3 separate regions of the Sus scrofa genome follow, and all the other regions are linked to region 2. Evidence: chromatin contacts called from public Hi-C and HiChIP or PLAC-seq data. All regions are on one chromosome and are shown on one strand. Each heading gives the region's core, a stretch centred on a gene start, on an enhancer-like site or on the middle of the called end of the contact. The rest is flanking DNA. Distances are from core to core; before and after follow the strand shown. Region 1 holds the start of HOOK3 (protein Hook homolog 3). Region 2 holds the start of HGSNAT (heparan-alpha-glucosaminide N-acetyltransferase). Region 3 holds the start of THAP1 (THAP domain-containing protein 1).

Region 1 (2,797 bases), core at 64-2,563, 170 kb before region 2:
TAGGCCACTTAGGGAACTCCAAAACTCAACGCTGTCTTGGGAGTTCTGAAAACTCAATGACAAAACCTAGTCTTCATGGAAATAGGGGGCTCCAGGAACCACAAGCCAAATAAGGATGTATCCTGGGAAGTTAACTTTGCTGCACTCCAAATAAAATTTGGCATTAGCTCCTAAAGTTATGGACACCTTTTGACTCAACAATTCTAGGTCTCCAACGCATGTACCCTAAAAGAAACTCTTACACATTTACACTATCTTGGGATAAAAACCTTACATCATTGTTCTTAGCCAGAAATAAAATGCCCATCAACAGTAGAGTGGATATACTGCTATATTCATGCAATGGAGCACTAGACAGGAATGAAAATTACCTATAGATCTGCACAAACTTACTGTTAATGCAAAGCCAAAAATAACACGATGATTCCTGATAAAAGTTCAAAACCAGGCAAAGTAAAACGGTTGTTTAGGCATGCGCATTTAGGTGGTAAAGCTAAATTCGAGAAAGTGAATTATCATAAAATCGGTCTATAGAGGAAGATGCTCAGAAAGGAACGCCAGATGCGGGAGGAACTCCAGAGGCGCCGGCAGTGTTGTTTTCACCTGAGTGTTTGACTACTAATTAATCACTCCTTAAACACTTCTGCCTTATGCACTTTTCTGCACCCAACTACAACTCTTCGGTTGCCCTGCAGAGATTATCGCCTCCGTTAAGAGCTCGAGGACGATCCCAGGCCACCGAGAAAAGGGGGAGGTGCAGGCCCGGGGAAGGTAGCGGTCCTCGGGGCCCGTCGCCCGCCCACCCCCTCTCCCGACTTCCAGTAACTAGTTTCCGGGGCACCGATGTCCGCGCAGCCGGGAAGGGGCGCCCCGAGCCCGCCACGTCGGCCCGCCCCGCGCGGGCGCCCGGGCCCCCCGGCTCCCAGAGGAAAGTCGTCCCGCCCACGCCGGGGTCCCGCCGCTCGACCGCGCGTACCTCTGCACCGTGGAGGACACCTCGCCAGCTCCCGGGAACCGCGGCCACGGACTGTTTCCGGGCCGCCCCGCCACCCTCTCGGGCGACCACTCGCTGCCTCCGTCTGGCCGGGAGCGCGGGCGCGGCGCACGCGCACTGCCGCGCTTCCCAGAGGGCGCGGCTGAGACTGGCGGCCGGGCGCGCGCGGGGGCGACGCGCAGCGACCCGGCTGGCGGCGGCGGCGTGTGCGGTCGTGCGCAGGACTGGGCGGCCGACGGCTCAGGCCGGGCCGCGCTCTCGGCGGGGGCGGGGCTGTAGGCGGGGGCGCGCGGCGGGAGGGCGCGCGCGCGGAGGGCGCGCGGTCCCGAGGGCCCGAGGAGGAGGGGAGCCGGTGACGCTGCGGGAGCCGCCGCCAGCGCCGGACGGAGTCGGCGGCCGGGCGGACTGACGGGTGGACCCTCGGACGCAGCCCCAGGCCGAGCCGCAGGCTTCCTGGCGCAGCGGGGCGGCCCCGAACCCCAGCGGGAAGATGTTCAACGTGGAGTCCTTGGAGCGGGTGGAGCTGTGCGAGAGCCTCCTCACTTGGGTAGGTGGTGGCGGCGGCGGTCGGAGGCCCCCTCCCCCAGGCCGCCGCCCGGGGTCCCCCGCGCCCCGGCGGGCGCCGAGGGCGGCGGTGCCGTCACATCCGGGGCCCGGGCCGGGGAGCCGGAACGCCGGGGCTGCAGCGTCTGCGGCGGGAGGCCCGGCGGGGTCCGAGGGAAACTTACGGGGCCTGAGGCGCGGGGTGGAGGCCGAGGGCCGGGTGCCGGCGGCGCTGTCACGGGCGGCGGCCCGGACGCTCGCGCCTTTGTTGTCACGCACGCCGGCCGGAGCGCAGTCCGGGAGGGCGAGCGGCCGGGGAACGCTGGGCCGGGACTGGAGGCCGGGGCATCCGGATTGCGAAGGGAGTGAGCCGAGTGGAGGTTCCTAGTGAAGGCGCTCGAGATGGAGATAAATCCGGGAGGTTTTTGGGCAACAGTCAGAGGACTCGACAGCTGGGGGGCAACGTCGTGGGGTTCCGATGTTAAAATATTAAATGCTCGTTAAAATCCTCAGTTACTGTAAATATGTGTTCGGTTCCAGTGCCAACGACCATGCTTTTAGCAGCCTCTTCTTACAGTTAGATATAAAATCCATGCTTGTGTGCTTCTCGAAGTGTGTGTGTGTGTGGTGTGTGTGTGTGTGTGTGTGTAGATCTGCAGAGCCATGGGATAAACCTGGTGCTTCTTTAGGGAGCATTCATTTTACTCAATGCCAAAAACGTTTAATATCACTTTTAGAGTAAAACACAGATGTATTTATGGAAGTGACTACAGCGTTTATATTAATGTTCAAGGTAAAACACAGATGCCACACAAATTTGGTTTGGCTGTACCTCGGGTGATAACATTTAGATACCTGGAGTATAGTCACTGTCCTGCGTGGGGGCATTTCGGTGGAAAGGTTGGAGGAGCACTGCTTTAGGTTGCCTTAAGTTGGTTGTAACGCATGTAATCAGAATACTCTGAGATTTTCATGATTTGTCTATGTCACAAGTCTGTTTTCTGAAGCCAGTACGATGGCAGAGCTTGATCTTGATGTATTCAGTAACTTTTATATTAGGGCATTCTTGGCATTACTAATTATTTGCAATTGTATGTAGTTAACATACAGCTTACAGCTGTAATGGGTTTCAATTTCACGTGGGAAAATGGGTTTCACTGCTGTGTTTTAGAGAGAAAAACAGATAAGCTGCATAACGTGGCCCAGGTTGGCCTGGGCAGAGGAGTGATAAAGGAAAGGATTACCACATTCTTTGATACT
Region 2 (2,700 bases), core at 178-2,677:
ACTAGAGAAACTGTGACAATAGATGTCCAGTTGGTGATGGTCCTGCCATACTGCTTATATACCAGTGTCCCTCCACTCCTGGGAGTTTGGCAAGTGCGGGCAAGGGGAGGAGGAAAAGGGAGTAACTGGACTTCTTCCCCCGCCTCCGGCATAGAGGCTGAGAAAACTTATGTGGCTGACCTTGATGAGGCAGTTCATGACCATAACTCTCCTGAAAGTTATTCTCTACCTTAAAACCCTTCAACAGCTTTCTGCTGACCTTAAGAATTAGCCTAGGAGTTCCCATTGTGGCCCAACAGTAAAGAACCCGACTAGTATCCGAGTATGTGGGTTTAAACCCTGGCCTCGCTCAGTGGGTTAAGGATCTGGTGTTGTCGTGAGCTGTGGTTTAGGTCGCAGATGCGGCTCAAATCCCACATTGCTGTGGCTGTGGTGTAGGTTCCGATCTGGCCCCTAGCCTGGGAACTTCCATATGCTGTGGGTATGTCCCTAAGAAGACAAAGAAAAAAGAAAAAGAAGAGGAAGCCTAGTTGTGGCTCTACTATCAGGCAAACCTCCTGTCACCTCCTTCCCCTTACAGAATTCTTCAGTCACACCAGGTCGTTTTCAGTTCCTGCACTGAGCCATGTTTTCTCTGAGCCTTTGTAAAGGCTGTTCCTTCTGTTAGGAACACTCTTCCTCCCTTTTCCAGGCTAACATCCCTTAGGACTCAGTTTAAATGTCAGTTCTCCTGGGAGACTTCCCAGACTAGCTTAGGCGAGTCCACCAAATGCTTCCTTAGCATCTTGTCTTTCTATAAACACAGCATTCATCACACTGTGTTGCAGCTTTACAAAATTAAAAAGTAATTCGATATACAGACAGGTATAAAAAATAACATAGAGAGCACCCATAAACGTATCACCCTAGCTAAGCAATAAAACTTTGCTGCTGAAGCTATTGTAAAGCTGGCTCTCAACATTGTGCACCCTCCCTATTTCCAACCATGTGTGTCTTTACACTTTTATTCCAGGTACATAAGTATTGTTTTTCTTGGCTTTACTCTCTATGTATGTTATTACAAAGATATTTCTGCAACTTGTATTTCCCTCTCAGCCTTACTTTGAGATTCATTTATGTGGACACGGGTAACTAGATCACTTCTACTGCTGTGTACATTGCAACATAATTTATCCACTTTCTCCATTGATGGGCACTTAGATCTCTAGATCATTTACAAATGTTTGCAATTTCAAAGTCCGCCACAAAGCTTTATTGTGTCTGTTCCCTTAAAAGTGTGATAGTTTCTCTGGGCGCAAAGTCAGTAGTGGAATTGGGGGGGTCATTGTGCCTGCCTGCCTTGAACTTGCCAATCAGGGACTAGCAAGGAGCTCTTCCAAGGGGTGGTAGCACACGGTGGTTTTTATGTTGCAACTCCCTCTCTGGGTAGTAAACTCTCTGGGGGCCGGGACTCTGCCTGCCTGGCTTACCGTGGCTTTTGCAGGACAGTGGACAGAGAGCACTAACACCCGTTTGCAGGGTGAATAGCTGGACGCAGGGATTCAGCGGAAGGTCGCTCAGCCGGTGGTGAAGACCCGGGAGCAGCAGCTAAGCCGCTTCAGCTTCTCTTGCCGGGATTAGAGCCCTGCTCAGCGCGTGGGGCCTGGGCTCCAGGCTTGGTGGACTCCCCCCGTCCCAACCCCGCCCCGCCCTCGCCCCGCCCCCGCGGCGGCTCGGGGCGGGGCGAGGGGCCAAGAGCCCGGCGATGACGGGCGCGCTACAGTCTGCGGAGGAGCCACGCGATCTCCGGCAGCGCGGCGTTGGCGTCCGGAGCCGAGCGGCGGCGGCGCGGGGGCGGCGGCCCGGGGCAGCCGGCGGCATGAACGCTGTTCGGGGCGCAGGACGGGCGCTGGCTGCGCTGCTGCTGGCCGCGTCCGTGCTTAGCGCCGCGCTGCTGGCCCCCGGCAGCTCCCCGACGCCAGGTAAGTGAGACTTAAGGCTGGGCCCGCGGGGCGGCGACTGTCCCTTCCCTGGGGCGGCGTTCGGGCTGGGGTTCAGAGGGGGAGCGGCGCCCGGAACTCCCGTGTCGTTTCCGCTGCGCCGCTGCAGCTGGGCCAGGGCTTGTGCGAGGAGGCCGGCCCTCATCCGAAGGCGGCCCGACCAGGGGGAGGGCGCGGGAGGGCGAGGTGGGCGCCCCGGCCTCCATAGAGTGCTTTGACCTGGAGGCCTGTGGCCCCTCAAATCCAAAGCTGATCAGAGCCGGGACGGCGCCCTCCATCCTCCGCTGCATCAAGGCGATCCGCGGCAGTTGCGGCCCAAGTGTGCAGCCCGGTGCGCGGCGGGACAGAGAAGCCGAGTCTGCGGGGCTGGGCTGCGGGCTGCTGCAGCCTCGGGAGCTGGGGGCGGAGACGAGGTGTTGGATCTCAAGCGCGCCTCCCCAGCTCCGCCGGGCGATTCCGTTTCCACGGTGACCGGAGAAGCGCCGGGGCTGCGGCCGGCGGGGAAGCCCTGGGCGAGGTCCACGGCCCAGGAGGGGCCGGCGAGGGTCATGCTGACGTCCGGCGGGGACAAGCGGCCCTCTGCTCAGCGAGCGTTTCCTCAGCTTGCCAGTCTCGGAGCTCGCGAGGGAAATGGAAAAAAAGGCAAATTCCAGGGTCTTCCCCTACAACAACTTGGACCAGGACCCTAGTCCCAAGTCCCTTCCAGGGGATGCTGTGGTCC
Region 3 (2,700 bases), core at 184-2,683, 220 kb before region 2:
CTCCCCCCACCGCAGGGGATCAAAGTTCGTGACTTCCCGGCTGTTTCCTCTTCAACTTTACGGCTAAAGTGGCATTACTACCTGGCTTCTCTACGACCCTGGTGGTGAGACCCAGCTGCCTCTCGGTCTGGACACCCCACGACTCACGGGAATTCTAGGCTTCGTGGGTGGGCCGCGAACTAGCTACCCTGAGCTCCGCTAGAAACTGGAGCGCGAGGAACAGCCTCCGCGGCGACGCAACCGAGAACGCGCATCCCGGGGCGGAGCGCCGCGGGTGACGCCAGGGGCACGCCCACCGCTCCCCGTCCCAGCGCCAGACGGCGCCCCGCCCCTCCCACTAGGTCTCGCGCGGACACGCGCCTGGCCCCGCCCCCGAGCAGGGCCGCGCGCCCCCAGCCCCTGCGAGGCCCAGGAGGCGCTCAGGATACTTACTTGTGGAAAGAAACGGGCTTGTCCTTGTCATATCGGTTCTTGCAGCCGTAGGCGGAACAGGACTGCACCATCCTTCCGGTCCTGGTTACTTCACTTCTGCCGCCCCAGCAGGCAGTTGAGGCTGCTATCAATGTCGTCGCGCTCGACTTTGACACCCTCTCTTCTTCCGTAGCTTTGGTCAACAGTTACAATGACGAGAGGCTCACTCGGGAGCGACTAATGTGTCCGTTTTGTTGTTTGCATTAGCAGAAGGACCACAGCCATCGCCCGTCTCCCGTCTCCAAGATGGCGGAGACAGCTTCAACCTCACCTCTCGCGAGGCGTTAGTCCTACTGTCTCTTGATTAGCCCTGAGGTCAGAGGTAACGTTTCTTGGGAAGCAGGCCATTGGCTGAGTCCCGCCGCGCGGCGGACTGAGCGTTGCGGAAGTGGGCGGGGCCTCCGAGCTTCCGGAAGGAAGGAGTAATTACCTGGGAGAGGGGGGTGGGAGCGCAGGACCGATTCCGCCCCGGCGGTGCTGCTTGGGGTTACTTATGCTGGGCGGTTCAGATTCGCGGCACTCTACCGTCTATTGGGTCTGCTGGCCTGAAGCAGGACAGGTGTAAAGCTGAGGTCGTTGCATAATTGCCTTGTTTCTCTAAAAGGGCGGTCCCAGATGGCGTGATGTGTAAAACTTGGTGGACTCCCTTCCCGGCCCGCTAACCTCTCTTACCTGCTTCAGGTATTCTGAGGCTTTGCGGAGCCCAGGTGAAGAGTTTAGCCAGGAAAGCCCGCACCTGCACACACCGCGAGCCCAGTCTCTAGGGGCTTCTCTCACTAATGCTGCAGTTATCTTAATGATCTCCAGGTGCCGTGTTGGGACTCGCCAACAGCTGCAGCCCTTTTGGCCGGCTCCTTTCGTCTGTGTCGATAACGGGCTGTTGAGTAATCTCATGGCTCATAATTTCTTTTTTTTTAATTGGTGAGCAAGACTAGCATAGGCCCAGTCTTCGTAGCTTAAGTCCTAGTAAGGGGAAACAGACAATAAAAATGTAAATAAAATCACAGTGTGCTCAGGTGCCTGAATACATTAGAATGCCGAGATGAGGGTAGTAAGGAGAGGGTCACTGCCTACTCTCTGAGAAGGGAATGTTAAATCTGAGAACCAAACAACGGGTCGGGGGGAGAGGGTTTCTGCCACAAGAAGTGCGTGCTAAGGCCTGGAGGCAGTAAAAAGGTCTGTCTTCTAGGAACTGAATGGGGCCTGCAATGGCAGAGCCCAGTGAGTGGGTGGGGGCATACTGCAGCGTGAAGCCGCTGAGCCATTTTAGGCGGGGAGAGACATGATCTAATAAACGTTTTTAAAAGGCCATTCTGGGGAGTTCCCGTCGTGGCGCAGTGGTTAACGAATCCGACTAGGAACCATGAGGTTGCGGGTTCGATCCCTGCCCCCACTCAGTGGGTTAACGATCCGGCGTTGCCGTGAGCTGTGGTGTAGGTTGCAGACGCGGCTCGGATCCCGAGTTGCAGTGGCTCTGGCGTAGGCCGGTGGCTACAGCTCCGATTCGACCCCTAGCCTGGGAACCTCCATATGCGCGGGAGCGGCCCAAGAAATAGCAACAACAACAGCAAAAGACTAAAAAATAAAAAAATAAAAGGTCATTCTGGCTATTATGCCAAGAATTTATCAGGGAGGGGCAACAGTGAGTGAGCAGACCAATTAATAAGAGCAGACCAATTAAGAGGCTGTTGCAAGCAGACAGGAGATTGGCAACTTTGGACCAAGGAGTAGATGCCTATGCTAACAGGTAGAAACACCAGGGCTTGCTGGTAGTGGAAACAAGAATGAGGAAGACACAGAGTTCCCACTGTGGCGCAAGTGGAAACGAATCCGACTAGGAACCATGAGGTTGCAGGTTGGATCCCTGTCCTGCTCAGCAGGTTAAGGATCCGGAGTTGCGGTGACCTGTGGTGTAGTTCGCATACGCGGCTCGGAAATGGCGGTGCTGTACCTGTGGTGCAGGGCGGGCAAGCTCTAGCCCCGATTAGACCCCCTAGCCCGGGAACCTCCGCATGCCTCGAGTGTGGCCATTAGTGGCCCTAAAAAGACGAAAAAAAAAGGAATGAGGAAGGAGTTCCCCCTCCCTCCTGGCTCAGTGGTTAACAAACCCGACTAGTATCCGTGAGGACTCGGGTTTCAATGGGTTGAGACCCGGTTGCTGTGGTCTACCTCACGTGTTTCTCGGATCCCAATTGCTGTGGCCGTGGCTAGCAGCTACAGCTCCGATTA

The links. Hi-C and Micro-C count contacts between places; a contact is called where the count stands out from the background. HiChIP or PLAC-seq counts read pairs in DNA pulled down with a chosen protein or histone mark.
Region 1: a Hi-C map of skeletal muscle shows a contact between it and region 2, with 5 times the contacts expected there. The contact joins the promoter of HOOK3 here to the promoter of HGSNAT in region 2. A contact is called at or near these places in 1 of 5 promoter capture datasets (liver), 2 of 47 Hi-C or Micro-C datasets (liver and skeletal muscle) and 1 of 2 datasets of contacts at active chromatin or transcription factors (alveolar macrophages).
Region 3: a contact with region 2 is called in an H3K27ac HiChIP or PLAC-seq map of alveolar macrophages. The contact joins the promoter of THAP1 here to the promoter of HGSNAT in region 2. A contact is called at or near these places in 1 of 5 promoter capture datasets (liver), 1 of 47 Hi-C or Micro-C datasets (liver) and 2 of 2 datasets of contacts at active chromatin or transcription factors (alveolar macrophages and skeletal muscle).

Annotation. Positions count from the first base shown.
Region 1 is chr17:11,816,683-11,819,479 of Sscrofa11.1, forward strand. HOOK3 (protein Hook homolog 3) reads left to right here and starts at 1,314. Exons shown (of 23, transcript XM_021077846.1): 1 at 1,314-1,541. The coding sequence starts at 1,485. RNF170 (E3 ubiquitin-protein ligase RNF170) reads right to left here and starts at 1,238. Exons shown (of 7, transcript XM_021077851.1): 1 at 977-1,238.
Region 2 is chr17:11,988,445-11,991,144 of Sscrofa11.1, forward strand. HGSNAT (heparan-alpha-glucosaminide N-acetyltransferase) reads left to right here and starts at 1,428. Exons shown (of 18, transcript XM_021078288.1): 1 at 1,428-1,961. The coding sequence starts at 1,745.
Region 3 is chr17:11,771,888-11,774,587 of Sscrofa11.1, forward strand. It overlaps THAP1 (THAP domain-containing protein 1), which reads right to left and starts at 1,434. Exons shown (of 3, transcript XM_003359869.4): 1 at 433-1,434. The coding sequence starts at 503.